3 separate regions of the Sus scrofa genome follow, and regions 1 and 2 are each linked to region 3. The links are chromatin contacts, called in public Hi-C maps. All regions are on one chromosome and are shown on one strand. Each heading gives the region's core, a stretch centred on a gene start, on an enhancer-like site or on the middle of the called end of the contact. The rest is flanking DNA. Distances are from core to core; before and after follow the strand shown.

Evidence for each region. A called contact is a pair of places that touch in the nucleus more often than the background predicts.
Region 1: a contact with region 3 is called in a Hi-C map of fetal heart ventricle, with 3 times the contacts expected there. The contact joins two enhancer-like sites. A contact is called at or near these places in 3 of 47 Hi-C or Micro-C datasets (fetal heart ventricle, heart right ventricle and skeletal muscle).
Region 2: a contact with region 3 is called in a Hi-C map of heart right ventricle, with 4 times the contacts expected there. The contact joins two enhancer-like sites. A contact is called at or near these places in 2 of 47 Hi-C or Micro-C datasets (fetal heart ventricle and heart right ventricle).

Annotation. Positions count from the first base shown.
Region 1 is chr6:107,468,612-107,472,069 of Sscrofa11.1, forward strand. No RefSeq gene overlaps it. Among named protein-coding and RNA genes, the nearest start is that of GATA6, 190 kb to the left of the region's middle. Within about 2 kb of position 2,035, at least 5 of the 83 cell types and tissues checked have an H3K27ac peak or open chromatin away from gene starts, as enhancers often do.
Region 2 is chr6:107,301,616-107,304,725 of Sscrofa11.1, forward strand. The region is part of intron 5 of GATA6 (GATA binding protein 6); the gene reads left to right. Among named protein-coding and RNA genes, the nearest start is that of GATA6, 19 kb to the left of the region's middle. Within about 2 kb of position 1,341, at least 19 of the 83 cell types and tissues checked have an H3K27ac peak or open chromatin away from gene starts, as enhancers often do.
Region 3 is chr6:107,385,378-107,388,515 of Sscrofa11.1, forward strand. No RefSeq gene overlaps it. Among named protein-coding and RNA genes, the nearest start is that of GATA6, 100 kb to the left of the region's middle. Within about 2 kb of position 1,469, at least 7 of the 83 cell types and tissues checked have an H3K27ac peak or open chromatin away from gene starts, as enhancers often do.

The DNA.
Region 1 (3,458 bases), core at 785-3,284, 84 kb after region 3:
GCTGAAGGCCTGCTTACATGATCTCATTTAATCCTCACAACACGTCAGTGAGCTGGGTCCCTGTTATCCCCAATTTTATAGATGAAGAAATGAAGTCAGAAAGCGGTTATGTCCCTTGCCCAGGGCCACACAGCAAAGAAACAGAAATGAATTTAGAGCAGCACTTTGAACTCCTACACTCTCCTGCCTCTCGTATGTCTTCATACGGAAAAGTCAGTGGCAAAACCAATCAAGACATTTCATAAGATCTATTAAATAATTTGGAGAAAAGCTACTAGGAAGGGGATATTTGGTATGAACTCGGCACCCCAGCCTCAAAATGGCCCCTCATTTAGATAGGTTACATCACCTCCAATTTGAGGAAGGGACAAAGAAACTCAAAGAAGGGGAGTAATTTTGTTAAGGTCTGGGCTTTTCCTCTGCACACCAGCTTATGCCCATGTGTGGGTACATACGTGCGTGTGTGTAGGAAGGAGGGAAACAGACAAGTCCACTTAGGATGAGTAGCAAGAAATGAAGTCTTTTGTTTACTTTTTAAATATTTATTTATTTATTTATTTAGTCTTTTTGCCTTTTCTAGGGCCGCTCCCGCGGCATATGGAGGTTCCCAGGCTAGGGGTCGAATTGGAGCTGTAGCCCCCAGCCTACGTCACAGCCACAGCAATGCGGGATCCAAGCCGCATCTGCAACCTACACCACAGCTCATGACACCGGATCCTTAACCCACTGAGCGAGGCCAGGGATCTAACCCTCAACTTCATGGTTCCCAGTTGTTAACCACTGAGCCATGATGGGAACTCCACGTCTTTTCTTTAATAACCTGTCATCCTCCTTAAACTCATATCAAGTGACTGCAGCTGCTGGGGTGTCCCTGAAAAAGGAGAGATGGGGTGGGTGGGAATGACTGTGGTGAGCCTCAGGGGTCAGGGGCTCTGGGGACTGTCCCTGAGGACAGATAAAGTCTGGATGGTGGCAGCTGAAGGGGCACAGGCTTGGCAAAAGGCTGGACTCTTAATCAGCATGGAATAGCACCACTTGTAGGCACCACACAATGTCGTTTCTAAATCCTCTCCCCACACTCAGACAGCAGCATGTAGCTCTAGGTCTCGACTGTTGAGAAAAATTTTTGCTAAGATAGGCCCATGTGAATCAACCTCAAGTTCAGAGTCCTGCTCTCCCTGCAAGGGACTTAACCCCACAGAGGAGAACTGTTCCACATGCCAGGCTCATCTGTCTTGTCTGCTTGTCAGAGCCTCGCAGAAGCTCAGGGTGAAGAAATGTCCTGTTCCAACCTTCAAACAACGGAGAGCGTTTCTCCAGCCACCTTCACCACCTCAAGCTGTGGTGCAGTTGCAGAGAAACCTGACAAGTTCCTTCAAAACTGGAAACAGGAAGCGGCCACACATGAAATTTTGGACTCCTGAATGTGAGTTAATACATCAAGCAGCTGTACTGAATGTGACCATGAACTGGTGTTCCTCTGAATGCACTTAATAGCACAGCCAAATTTGAACTTCCTGTATTCCCCTGCAAGCATCCTTGCAAATCTGGCCTCTCGGTGACGTGGGTGAGCTGAGCATTTTTAGGACTTGGGGACATTGTGTTAAAGTGGAGGCAAAGAACATGATAGAGAAGAATGATGTATAAGAACAACAAGGTGACCCAGGAAGAGAGATGAGCCCTTCTAACATTGGAGACTGACTCTGAGAAGAGCATGAGGGTTCCTACCATTACATAAGAATAGGAAATATTTTGTAGGAGACTTAGTAACGTAGTAACTATTGAGCATTCTAATGCAGCGTATCCAGATGAGTGTGGGAATTGGTAGCTGTTGAAAGCAAGGTCCTGATTTGTAGATTTACAGCAACCTCTCATTGGCCAAAGAGATGGACCATAGCTGGCTTGTTTAGGGAAAGCAAGGAAATGTTTGAGGGATCTTCAAAATCCTTGGGCTAAAAGTCCATATGAAACACTATTCAGGCAACTTCCTCGAGGCTAGGAAGTCAGTTAGTTTTGTATTTCTGCCAGTTCTAGAAATAAATACAATACCTTGCATCTTATTTAAGCCTATGATCTCACTCTGCCCTTCACAACAGCCCCGTGAGGTAAGTGGCCCATAATCTTCTTGACGTCTGTTCTGCGGATGAAAAACAGTCAGAGGGAGATTCAGGGGCTCGATTCCGGCTTCCAGGTTGTTTCTCCATGGGGCCTGGGGCCCAGGTCTTCTGACAGCCCTGCGGCTATGTCTCCGCCAGTCACACAGAATAACCTGCTCAGTTGTCACATAGTAAATGCAGGGTGTGTCTAAGAATGGTGGGGGTGCTGGTAATAGCTGAGTGTGGGGGTGAAGAAAAGATAGTGGAGGACACCTGGAGATGATATTCTGCTTCTTCCCAGGGCGAGGATAAAGGTTGAAACATGAACATGGGGCCCGTGGGGGTTCCCTCCCATCACAGGCTCCTTTCCCTTGTCCCCGGAGCTGTCTCTGGGTGAGGATAAGCACCGTGATTCATGAGTTGCTAAAGACTTCGGAGGAAACTACTCTTATATAAACACCACTGATGTGGAATAGCTGTAGAGATCCAATTATTCAAAGTTGACTTTTATTGTACTTTCCAACTGAATTTGTTGTCATTCCTCATCTCTGTCCCTTTCCTTTAGTTGAGAGGTTTTTTTTTTCTTTTCTTTTCTTTTTCTTTTTTTGCAAACACTCCTATCTCGGTAGCTTCATATAATTAGAACTGACTGTCTTGCTTGCCTCACATTGAAAATGAGTGTTTCTGGGAGTTCCCTGGTGGCTCAGCGGGTTAAGGATCTGGTGTTGCCATTGCTGTGGCATGGGTTTGATCCTTGGCCTGGAAACGTCTGTGTGCCATGGTATGACAAAAAAAAAAAAAAAAAAAAAAAAAAAAAAAAGAAAGAAAGAAAATGAGAGTTTCTGAGCAGTGTGCACTGATGATGGGCAGGCATGTCTGTCAAGTTGGGGCTCCTCATGCACCAGAGGCCTCTGGGATCACCAAGCGCATTTCCATCAAGCCCGCAGGAGTAAGAAAAGCCTGCAGCACTGCAGGTGGAAAGGCTGCCATGGGCCCTTTTGGAAATGATACCTGCCACTTCTGCTTAGATCCATTGTCTAAAATTTGGTCACAGGTACACACCTACCTATGGCGCATGCAGGGAAGACATCCTGATTTGTGCCAGGAAAGAAGGGAATGGGTTTGAGAAAAGCCAGCAGCTGTACCCCACTGTTTCTTCACATAGGTGTTTTTCTTAACAGAGCAGTGCTAGGCCATGAGCTTGGACCCAAAATCAGAATGTGCAGGGTGACTACCTGGATGGATGAACCACTTATGTGGAGTAAGTCCAAGTATAGCAGAGATGCCTCTACTGTAAATGCACTCTTTTAGGTTGAAAAAGGTTTTCAAATAATCAAGCTCGTGAACTAAAACACAGGAAAA
Region 2 (3,110 bases), core at 91-2,590, 84 kb before region 3:
CAGGCAGGGAACTAGCTTCTGTCAGGTGACTTTTATGTGCCAGGTGTTTCGTGTACCTTTTAAATTCCCGATTATCACTCTACAAATGAGGTGTTTTTATTTCCTTTTTCCATTTGGGGGAGTGAGACTCAGTAAGAATAGGCCCAAGGCTATGTACCAGATTTAGAGGCTGGATTTGGACCCAGGTCTGGCAGAGTCAGAGCCAATGTTTTTATTACTAAGGCACACTGGATTACTATATGATAGAATATGTGATGTTGAAGTCTTTAGAGAGAAGAAATAACATTTCCTCAAAGAAATCTAATTTTGGTTAGCTATTTCAGTATCAAATATAGCCATGAAAATAACATCTGAAAAGTGATTTGCTTATAACCAAACATGTAAGGAGCATTGTATATATGAATTTTCTTCTTAAACGTTATACTTACTGATATAATACTTTATAGTTCTAGGGCTTTGCTAGTTGGATAATAGAAAAGATAATAGGTAGTAAAGCTTACTGTTAATGTGAAGATAAAAAGTCTCCTTTAAAATGAGAGTTTTTGTGTGGCTTAGCAGGTTAAGGACCTGGCATTGTCACTGCAGTGGCTTGGGTTGTTGCTGTGACTGACGCAGGTTCGATCCCTGGCCTGGGAACTTTGGTGCAGCCAAAAAATGAAAAAAAAAAAAAAAAAATTCTCCCTTAAAATATGAAATACAGATTGTGGTACTAAAATCCTCCTGATGGTGTTATTTAAACCCATACACACTAAGTGCTAGTTAGTTGGAACTTTCAGAAATGTCCAACTTGCCTTTGATTTTTTTTTACAAAATCATTAAAAATGCATTTCTTAAGAGGAAAGTGTCCATTTTCTCCCCAGAGTTTATAGTCCAAGATATCTTTTACTAAATTAAAAAAGCAGAAAGGCATTAATCTCCCACGAGGGTCTGTGAGCGTTGCATTTAGGTATTATTATCGCCTCATTTATAAACCAGGATCCAGAATGACTCCAGAAGGTCACAAACCAAGTCCGCGTTGAAGCCCGGGCTGGAACCGACGTCTCCCACCGCTCCCAGGGAGTCAGCCAATCATCACAGTTATTAATATCCCACTTGCCACTTGCTGCAGGCCATGAACATAAATATTTTGTTGGCATTTTATCTTCATGCTCCTTACGTGCCAGGCTCCCTTTCTTCTTTCACAGCCCCTTCTAATAACTCACTCACGTTCCTTGTCTGACCACTTTGGCCTTCGCCACGAAAGTCACACGTCACCCTGGCAGGGAATGTTGAAGCGTGTAGAGTTTGCATACTTTCACTTTGCTCTGAAGGCCTTTTCTAGACTTCAGTCTTTTTTTCCTTGTGCGCGTGCATGTGTGTGTGTGTGTGCACGCGCGCGCGTGTGTATGTCATGGGGAATGGAGCGCGTGTGTATGTCATGGGGAATGGTGAGTAGCTAGAAATACATTTGCTACATTAATATCCAATGACTGTATGTATACTGGGAAACAGTAAAACTGTATTGCTCTGTAAATAGTTTATAATAAATGTGGCCACCCAATTTATCACAGGACTGTGGTTTGTTTAATAAGTGACTCATTATCACAATCTAAAAGCCAGAATTCTAGGTAATTTAAGTGTAAGCAGAGTGTTACTCATCTTTTCATATGACCTCAGGTTAGAAGGCTACATTTAAGAATACAACCTTGCTTTGTGGATTACAGATACTTTGCAAACCCTCCCCTGCTTCTATAAGAATATACAAAATTGTCACAAAACATGAAATAACGTTACGGGAAGACGTGGCCAAATTTTAAGAAATCTGGCTTAGAATGCTCTGAAATGTTATTGCTAAATGAATCTTCGAAGAAAATGAATTCCTTTACTGGAACAAAAGTAATTTATTATGCATTTCATGGGTGTCTGCCAAAAGAGTTACTAGCAATATGAAGATCTAATGGATATGAATTAAATACAATCTCTTAGCTCTGTGTTTCGACCTATCTGTTAATTGTCTCTGAAATTTCAATAATTTTAAAAAGCATCTCCCAAGACAGGTGTTGACATATGTGATCATTCATAATTCAGCTACCTGTCTTGGTAGGATAGCAGAGACTGTGAGCCAGAGCATGAAGAGATTGTTTTACTGGCCTCAGATTTTAAGAAAAGTTTGAACAAATATCAGGTGTTGATTTCAATGTCCTGTTGGAGTCTTTGGGGTAAACAGTTCCAAGTCATTATCTGACAATGTCTAAATGATAATTTCCGTGCTGTACTGCCCCTTTGGGTAGTTTTTAGCATGGCATGGCTTCTCCAGAGCTGGTGCACATGCTCTAGAATTGTATGTTTATCCTCTTAAACACACATACTTCTAATTTAAAGCTCTCGTTAGGTTTAGTCACTTGATTCATGGTGAAGCCTGAATGTGGGCTGAAGTTTTTTCTCGGGGCTTCTCAGATTAGCAGCTAGATGGAAACAGTCAGGCAGCCCGGTGCTAGCCCCAGCTCTATGTGTGACTGTAGCAGGCTGCCAAGGTTTTGTAAAGCCTCTGTTTTCCTCCTCCTACTAAAGGGGAAAAGTAATTTCTACCATCTGGTCCTTAGGAGTAGCCTAAGTGGGAGATGCCTGCTGACCACTTTGAAGCTGAAGAATAGCACTGTTTTAAATAGGACTTTGGACATTAATAGCAATGTGCTTTATTTGCATGGCATTTTTTTCATCCCAAGGCACCAATCCTTACTTTCTTTCTTAATGCAGGGGGTGGGAGTGGATTTAGAGATATAAAGCTATTGTGTCAAAATTACCATATTTAATTACTTTTATTTCCCTGATAGCAACAATTTTTCATTCATTATGATTCTTAGCACTTCATACTGCTTTCTTGTAAATGTGGCTTGGTTGTTGGACCAGGTGCAGTTTTTCTAGTAGAGATGGCCAGACGAGGATGCTCATCCAGGCTCCTGAAACCGCCCCCCCCTTAAAAATTTTTTTTTAATTTTTAGGGTTGCACCCATGGCATATGGAAGTTCCCAGGCTAGGAGTCGAATCGGAGCTGCAGCTGCCGGCCCATACCACAGCCACAGCAACTCAGGATCTGAGCCGCATCTGCGACCTATGCCACAGCTCGCAGC
Region 3 (3,138 bases), core at 219-2,718:
TCATTCAGATTGTTGGCAGAATCTACTTCCTGGCGGTTGTAAGACTGAGGTCCATTTCCTTGTCAGCCATCAACCCAGGCCTTTCTCTCCCTCTGGGGCTGCCCACCTTCCTTTGCTGGTCATCTTCTTCATCTTGGAGGCAGCAGTGGTACATTCTTCCCCATGCTTTAATCCCTCTGCCTTTTCCTATCATCATCTTTTGTCACCAGTTGGAGAAAATTCATTGCTTTCATAGGCCCATGTGACTAGGTTAGACCAGCCTGGATTATCTCCCCCTCTTGAGGTCAAGGTGCCATGTAATATAACATGATGTGATCATTCAACACATTCTCAGGTTCTGGGCATTTGGGTGTGGAATCTTGGAGGCTGTTCCTAGAAATCCTGCCACTCCCATACCCCCAACCAGCAGAGTAAAATTAGATGAAATGAACCAGCCAGAGCAGCCTGCAAAGGTGTGCCCCCTTTAGCTCCAGCCATTAGGAAGGAAGCCATGAACCATCTGTGTTCATTTGGTGACACAGTGGAGCCATGCCATTATCACAAGGCTTTTAAGTAGTAAACTTACTTGGTTTAGCAACTTCGAGAACATTTAGTAATTCTTTCAAATTAAAAAAACTAAAAGGTGACCAGCCCAGTGGTGGATTTTCCTTTTTTTTTTGGATTCTTTACATATTTGTTTGTTTTTCTGCTAAGCTCTCAGCTCTCTTTTAAAAACTTGCTCTTGCTAAACGGAAGCTCAGTATAAGTAACACTGTGAAAAGTTAATTATTTTCAGCTAAACACTATGGAACCAAGCAATAAAATTCAGGAAAGTGGCCTATTTAAAAACCCATGGCCTTGTCTAAACCTCTGAGTGTCAATAAATAGCTTCCCAAGCAGGTGGAACACTTTGCTTGGCTATGGACAGAGGCCTGGTGTCCTTCAGGGGACAGAGGCCTGGTGTCCTTCAGGGGACCTGGATACCTGGGCTCTGCAGTCACATTCTATTAATGCCTCATTAGACCAGCTATTCAAGCCCTTGTCTTTACATGTTATGTGTTTGGTGAGGGGAGAGACAGATGCCAGTTTCCCAAGACGGAAAAAAAAAAAGCAACTGGAAAAAAGGAAATGGCAGATCGTCAATGAGATAGCTTTTGTTTCAATTTTCCCTCCTTTGTTTTCTTTTTAAGCCCTCTGTGAATTACCGTACTTTCCCTTTTGGTATTTTGGGCCATAGATCTCTGCGTTAACCTGAACTCCATTTTTTTTTTTTTTCTCTTTTCCCTAATTGTCATCTGGAAAATACCCTCACACCTGACTGCCTCATTCTAATGGGACTCAGCGTCCAATTCCAGATTGATTTACCGAGGGACAGTGGCGTGGTCCCATGGCTCGAGTCCCAGACTGGAAGCCAGGAAAGCTGGGCCCCTTTCCCAGGCCGGTTCCCCACGCCTGGGCAGTGCCTCGGGGTCCCTGCTAAGCTGCACTGGGCCTGCGCGAGCGCGGGTGCTCACAGGAGATAAGCAAAGGGCGGCCATTGTGGGCGTGCGGTTCCCGGCTCTGCTGCGAACTGGCCACGTGACCTTGGGCTCAATCAGGATTCCTATCTCTCAGCCTCAGTTTGCTCTTTCGTAAACTGGGGAAGAGGATATTTACCTTCTCGTGTGAGGAGCCCGAAGATGACGAATATCATCTGGACTGTGCCTTTCGGTCTTGGCGGGGCTCAGGGCAGGCAGGATGTGGCCAGTGGCCCTCTAGGACAAGGCGGGGACCCCAGCTGCAGCTCCGGGGAGGGGGGCGGGGGGTGCTCCTGACACCGGCGGGCCTGTGGAGCAGAGTGGCCGCCAGAGCAGAGGGCAGGGGAACCACAGGCGGGGGCAGGTGGGCAGGCCCGGCGACTCAGGTGAAGACACCCATGTATAGGGCTGCCACCTGGGGGGTCTCCAGGGGGAATGCGCGTCCTCACTTTAGCGCCCTGTCCTGGTACTTTCCCAGATGTTTTCTATGTATTTTTTTTTCTAGCACGGATGGCTGTGATTTAAAAAAAAATACATGGTGAGATAAAAGAGCTGTGGACTTGGATTCAGATGAATGGGATCCTAGATTTGAGTTTTGCTTTTTCCGATTCCGTGACCTTGGCTAATTGCCTGAGCTCCTGCTGCCTCAGTTTCCTCATCTGTAAGATGCGCACAGTGATATCGGCCCTGCTGACGTCCCTGGTTTTGCTGTGAGAAGCATGTACATAAACCACAGTACACGGGTGTATTTTGTAGGCTTTAGCGGGTGTGCTCTCATGATATGGCTTCTGTTTTCTCATAGGACGTTTTAAGGACAGCTAAACGAAAGTGGCAGTTGGGTGTAGACATTGGAAGAAGACCTTGGCGTGTTCCCTGTCCTCTGAGGGAACAAGGTCAGATGAAAGAGCAGCTGAGAATGAAGAGGGTGTTACGAGGGGCCCGCCCCTTCCTTGATTTCTCCTACTAATGGACATCTATGTTTCCACTCAGAATTCCCATTCATTTGTCAGGTACAAGGCCAGATACCAAAATAGCACTTGTGTAGAGCTGGAACTATTAGGGCTCAATTGTTTCTGGGCTTTACTTCTTTCTCTCAACCCCACCTCCCTCAGAGTGTCTGCAGACGTGTCAAGGATGTAGTACAGGCCGGCTGATGGTGCTCAGAGACGGTCCAAACATTACACACGGAGACAGGAATTTCAGAGATGTTCCAGGGCACGGGTGCAAGCCTCACTCTCCTGGCAAGCTGATCGCCCTGTGCCAACATCCATGGGGGCTAAAGCCCTACGTGCTGCAGAAAAAGGAGGCCAGTTCGACAGATGTTCGACTTTACATGAAGGATTTCGTAGACATTTCTCTACTCGTGATGGATGCCATAGGTCAGCAATTGGAAATTCATCACTTACACTTGCCAGCAAATTCTTTTTCGTATACACACAGGGGTTTTCTAATAGACATTGCCCTTGAGTTTCATGTGCTTTAACAGCTGCATCTAAATAATGTCGGGGACGCTGAAAAACGTCCCTTTGAGATGGCATGGATGGCCCTGAGGACAGACACTGACTTTAAGCCACCTCTTACTTTCTGTTCTTTCCAGCTGTGTGGCCTCAGCAAACCCAGCAGCCTTCTTAGTTTCCATTTC